2 separate regions of the Ovis canadensis genome follow, and region 2 is linked to region 1. A link is a contact called in public Hi-C data. All regions are on one chromosome and are shown on one strand. The core of a region is the stretch at or near the end of the contact, and the rest is flanking DNA. Distances in the headings are between cores, read along the strand shown. Region 1 holds the start of ARID1A (AT-rich interaction domain 1A). Region 2 has its middle 56 kb from the start of ARID1A.

What was found. A called contact is a pair of places that touch in the nucleus more often than the background predicts.
Region 2: a Hi-C map of lung shows a contact between it and region 1, with 2.3 times the contacts expected there. The contact joins the enhancer-like site here to the promoter of ARID1A in region 1. A contact is called at or near these places in 2 of 2 Hi-C or Micro-C datasets (fibroblasts and lung).

The regions. Positions count from the first base shown.
Region 1 is chr2:245,730,263-245,732,962 of ARS-UI_OviCan_v2, reverse strand. It overlaps ARID1A (AT-rich interaction domain 1A), which reads left to right and starts at 1,424. Exons shown (of 19, transcript XM_069574913.1): 1 at 1,424-2,700. The coding sequence starts at 1,841.
Region 2 is chr2:245,786,367-245,789,066 of ARS-UI_OviCan_v2, reverse strand. No RefSeq gene overlaps it. Among named protein-coding and RNA genes, the nearest start is that of ARID1A, 56 kb to the right of the region's middle. Within about 2 kb of position 1,301, the one cell type or tissue checked has open chromatin away from gene starts, as enhancers often do. A contact at or near this core is called in fibroblasts, where this site is marked.

The DNA.
Region 1 (2,700 bases), core at 175-2,674:
GAAAAACAAATTTAGGCTGCATCTGTTTTCTGAGTGAGGTGTTAGACTGCACCTTTTCTCTCTTTTTAAGGAGAAAACGGTTCCCTCTATTTGGTCATCCCTCTTCGGCAGAGGTTCCTTTGAACACTCAGGTTCCACCAGTCCCTGGAGTCTCTTCTGTGGTCTGTTACAGTCTTACAGGTACTGTCTTTGGAGACGGGACCTTGGTCATTGTGGGCAAAGGTGGGGCTTGTGTCTTCCTCCAAGAAGGCGGTCATATGTCCCCAAAATATCTTCAGGGGTGACCATTTTATATCGGTTGAGATGACCAGCTTGGATCTCAAACCCATTCTGATGTTCTGATCCCACTGTTGTATATGGCACCACTTTTCTTTTTATTACTATTATTTCTAACGCTAAGTAGACAGGGGCAGCACTGGGGACTCTGCTACTTTTTAAAGTCACCCTCCACTGCCCTTGTCTTTGTAAGTGATAGGCTAAGTGATAGGCCGGTCCCCTTCGCTATCTTATGAGTCTGTAAAATGGGGATCAGGAACTTCGTGCCCCCAGGGCCTGTGAGGACCGGCTAATGAGGGCAGAGAGTGGGAAAACGGAAAGTCTGAAACAATGATCTGTCATTCCATGCAGCTTGCAAAGAGGATACAACGTAAAGCTCAGCTGGGTCTTTGGAGCAGGTCTGCAAAAGGCTTTGAAGAAGGAAAAGTGCCGCGGAGATGCTAAGTAGCGGCCAAGAGACCAGGCCCGCTGCCAGGGGGGGTCAGGCCTGGGCCGAGGCGGCCGCGGTCTCGGGCTCAGGCCAATTTTGCAGCCGCGAGTAAAGTTCACGCTGCCCGCGGCGCGAAGGGGACCGACCTGGATAGGGAGGCCAGGAGGGAGGCGGCGCGCAGGCTCCGGAGAGGCGCGAGCTCCGGGCCGGGTTTTCCCCGAAGCCTTCGGCGGCGGCGCTGCCGAGCGAGAGCGGCAGAGCGCTTGCCGCCGCCGCTGCCGCCGCCGCGGCTGGTTCTCTCCCCTCCTCCTTTGTGAGGGGAAGGGAGCGAGTCCGTTCCACGGCCTGCGCCCCGCTCCGCGCTCCGTTCCGGGTTTGCCAGGCGGCCGCGACGGCGCTGGGTAAAATGGCAGTGCTGAGCCTCGTGTCGGAGTGAGGGGGACTCGGAGGAGAGTGGGGCGCTCTAGCCGCTCAGTCCGGCCGCCCGCCCGCTCGCCCGCTCGCCGCCGCGCAGCAGCCTCGGCCCGGCGCCGCGGCCGGGGAGGGGAGGCAGGGCGCCCGGCCCGGCCCACGCTCCGACTCTGCCTGCCGGCGCCCGGGCTGCTGCCGCGCGCCCTCCAGCCCGCCCGTCCCGGGTCCCCCTCCCCCCGCTCCCTCCCTCCCTCCCCGCCCCCTCCCCCTCGCCTCCCTCCCTCCCCTCCCTCCCTCCCTCCTTTCTCCGGCAGCAGAAAGCGGAGAGTCACAGCGGGGCCAGGCCCTGGGGAGCGGAGCCTCCACCGCCCCCCTCATTCCCAGGCAAGGGCTTGGGGGGGAATGAGCCGGGAGAGCCGGGTCCCGAGCTTACAGAGCCGGGAGCAGCTGAGCCGCCGGCGCCTCGGCCGCCGCCGCCGCCTCCTCCTCCTCCGCCGCCGCCGCCAGCCCGGAGCCTGAGCCGGCGGGGCGGGGGGGAGAGGAGCGAGCGAGCGAGCGAGCGAGCGAGCGCAGCGCAAAAGCCGCGGAGCCCCGCGAGGCCCGCCCGGGCGGGTGGGGAGGGAAGCCCGGGGGGACTCGGCCCCGGGGCGGGGTGGGGTGGGAGGGGGGTGAGAGAAGACGAAGACAGGGCCGGGTCTCTCCGCGGACGAGACAGCGGGGATCATGGCCGCGCAGGTCGCCCCCGCCGCCGCCAGCAGCCTGGGCAACCCGCCGCCGCCGCCCTCGGAGCTGAAGAAAGCGGAGCAGCAGCAGCAGCAGCAGCGGGAGGAGGCGGGGGGCGAGGCGGCGGCGGCGGTCGCGGCGGAGCGCGGGGAAATGAAGGCAGCCGCCGGGCAGGAAAGCGAGGGCCCCGCCGTGGGGCCGCCGCAGCCACTGGGAAAGGAGCTGCAGGACGGGGCCGAGAGCAATGGGGGTGGCGGCGGCGGCGGAGCCGGCGGGCCCGGCGCGGAGCCGGACCTGAAGAACTCGAACGGGAACGCGGGCCCTAGGCCCGCCCTGAACAATAACCTCACGGAGCCGCCCGGCGGCGGTGGCGGCGGCAGCAGCGACGGGGTGGGGGCGCCTCCTCACTCAGCCGCGGCCGCCTTGCCGCCCCCAGCCTACGGCTTCGGGCAACCCTACGGCCGGAGCCCGTCTGCCGTCGCCGCCGCCGCGGCCGCCGTCTTCCACCAACAACATGGCGGACAACAAAGCCCTGGCCTGGCAGCGCTGCAGAGCGGCGGCGGCGGCGGGGGCCTGGAGCCCTACGCGGGGCCCCAGCAGAACTCGCACGACCACGGCTTCCCCAACCACCAGTACAACTCCTACTACCCCAACCGCAGCGCCTACCCCCCGCCCCCCCAGGCCTACGCGCTGAGCTCCCCGAGAGGTGGCACTCCGGGCTCCGGCGCGGCGGCGGCGGCGGCCGCCGGCTCCAAGCCGCCTCCCTCCTCCAGCGCCTCCGCCTCCTCGTCGTCTTCGTCCTTCGCTCAGCAGCGCTTCGGGGCCATGGGGGGAGGCGGCCCCTCAGCGGCCGCAGGGGG
Region 2 (2,700 bases), core at 52-2,551, 56 kb before region 1:
TAAGGTGTAATTATAGCAGTGCTGTTAGTGCCTGTTCATGGGGTCTGGCAGCAATTTGGTTGAACACCCCTCATTTTGAGAAATTTGTAATTTGGCAGTAAGAATTCTTGCCTTAAAATTTGGCACAAACCTTCACAGTTTAATATTGCAAAATCTGGGAAATGTTGAAATGTGGCTGCTATTCTAATTGAACTTTTTCAGGCTTTTTCGAATTGGTTTTTTTCCTGTTGGATTCAGAAACAAACGCCTCTCTTTTAAAAAGTTCACTAAGGTTTTTTTAAACCACAAACTCATGTACGCTTACAAGCAGATTACTGCTGTAATAAATTCTCATGACTTAAATCTTTGTGTACATACAGAGGGGAAAAAAGCTTTCACTTGAAAAACCCCGAGTTCCTTCTGTTTAGTAGCCCTTTAAAAATTCCCCACAATCAGTATTTTGTTTAATTTCCTTTGAGTCAGAGCGGTGCAACGTGGTGTTGCTCTTGGTTTTATGAACCGACTGCTTCCCCGAAGCTTATTCCCCGTTGTTTTAAAGTAGAAGGGAGGTCACCGGGCTGTAGTGAAATGTGGCCAACTCCGCCTGGGACCAAGCTGGCCCAACGGGCTTCTCTAAAGTAACTGGAAGTTTTCTGACAGGAAACCGGTCAGTTGTTATAAGCGTCGGCTCGGGTTCCCACGGCCCCGGCAGCTGCAGCTCCCCCGACGCCCCTCTCGGGGCCGGGCAGGAGCGCGGGGTGCGGGGCGCCGTGGGCGGCAGGGGGCAGCAGCGGGAACCCGTTGTTCTCCAGGCAGGGGGTGGGGCGGGAAGCTGCCCCCCCCACCTCGTTTCCGTGCCCCGCGCTCTCCCCTCCCCCTCTCGCGCCTTGCCTCGCCTTGCCTTGCCTTCCCTCCCCTCCCCGCGGGGAGGAGGGCGGGGGTGCGGAGCCCTCCCCCGGGACAGGGGGCGTGTGCGTCCCCTCCGCTCCCCTCCCCCCGGCCGGGCTCTCCTGGCTCCCCGAGGCGGGAGTTTCCAGGAAGAGCTCAGAGCGCGGTCGCACCACCGAGCGCACGGAGACGTCAAGTAGTCCCTGAGAGCGACCTGATTCAGAGAATTCCAGCTGCCAGAGGCTGTCGGGAGTTGGAACTCCGAAAAGACTGGGAACAGCTCTCTGGCCTGGGGAGCTCTGGGAAAGAGGTCCGAGGTCCCACTTTCCATTCCTGGAGAAATATGTGTAGTGGAGGCGGAACGAGTTCCGGCGGAGGGCTCGGACGCGCCGGGTGGAGTGAAGCGCCGCGCGGTCGAAGCGCTCACAGAGTTAAAGTGGGCGGGAAAACCCGGAGCGGACTCTCCCTGACACGCCTAGGACCTCCCTCCCCACTCTCCTTGGGGGAGGGGAACGAAAAAAGAAGAGACAGAAACGTGTTCCCTTTCTCTGCTTCCTAAATGCCTAGTGAAGAGACAAGTGGCGACTCGCCACTTCGAGAAATGCGCTGCAGGACCTTCAGGTCCCGGCGGGGAAGGCTCGTGTGGCTCCTCCTCCAGTAACGTCCGCACCGTCGGCGCTGGGCGCGCGGTCAGAAACCCAGGCCTGCGACCTGGAGGAGCTAGGCGCGCGCATGCGTGCGGTGGGCGCGCGCTTCCCGCCCCTTTCCTGAGCGCGTTCGCTTCCCCCCTCCCCCCACGTTCCTCAGCCGCCACCTCAGAGCTTCCCCCGCACCCAGCCCTCTCTTTTCGGGGGAGGTGGCCCATCTTGCCCATCGACTGACTAACCCCTTCACCCCAGCTTCGCCCCGCCTCCCCTGAGCTTCGGTACGAACTCCGCAGCTAGGGCTCAGCTTTCACATTCCCGCCTCCGCCTTCTATCTCCCCTCCCAACCCTTAAGCACTTCCTGCAAACTACCCCGTTCTCGCTCCTTTCGGCGCCGCCTCCTCCCAGCCCTAACTGGATGGGTGCGTTCACGTTGGTGGGCCTCTGGGTAGTACCTTGTATTCCTCCTGCAGGCGATGGCTGCTCCATTTTACAGATGAGGAAGTTAAAGTCCAGAGCGCCGACGAGCTTGTCTCTAAAGGCTCCTTGTTGTACAGTCGCTAAGTCGTGTACGACTCTGCGACCCGGCGGCCCGTAGCACATCAGGCTGCCAAGTCGCTTAACTATCTCCGGAGTTTTCTCAAACTCCTATCCATTGAGTGGGTGATGTTCCCTAACTACCTGACAGAACGTGGTCCGGTGGAGGAGGGAATGGTAAACCACGCTAGTGTTCTCGCCGGGAGACTCCGATGTACAGTATGAAAAGGCTCCTTTTGAGTTGTCCCCCACTGTAACTGGCTTTGGAAAGAGAAACCCTTGACTTGCTACAATTTAAGCAACCTTGGAAAGCCAGTCCCAGTCTTGGCACCCTCAATTCTTCCGGCCAAACCACCGAGCCCAGTTGGCAAACACCATAGAAACAATTTATCCCAAATCAACTATGTAGCGACCTCTAAATTAGAAAAAGAGCCAATTGGTGACTTTAGAGGTTGTGTATAGGCTATTTATTCAATGTGAAGTCGTTTTTAAACGCACTGTGTAATATTTTCTCTTAGATGTTGTAATTCTCGTATTCCTTCCCCAATTTGAGATCATGGTTTTGGTTTTGAAAACATTTTGATATAATTTGTCTCTCAGTAACAACAACAACAACAAACTTTTCCTTTTTGTTAGTATCAGTGTTAATCGC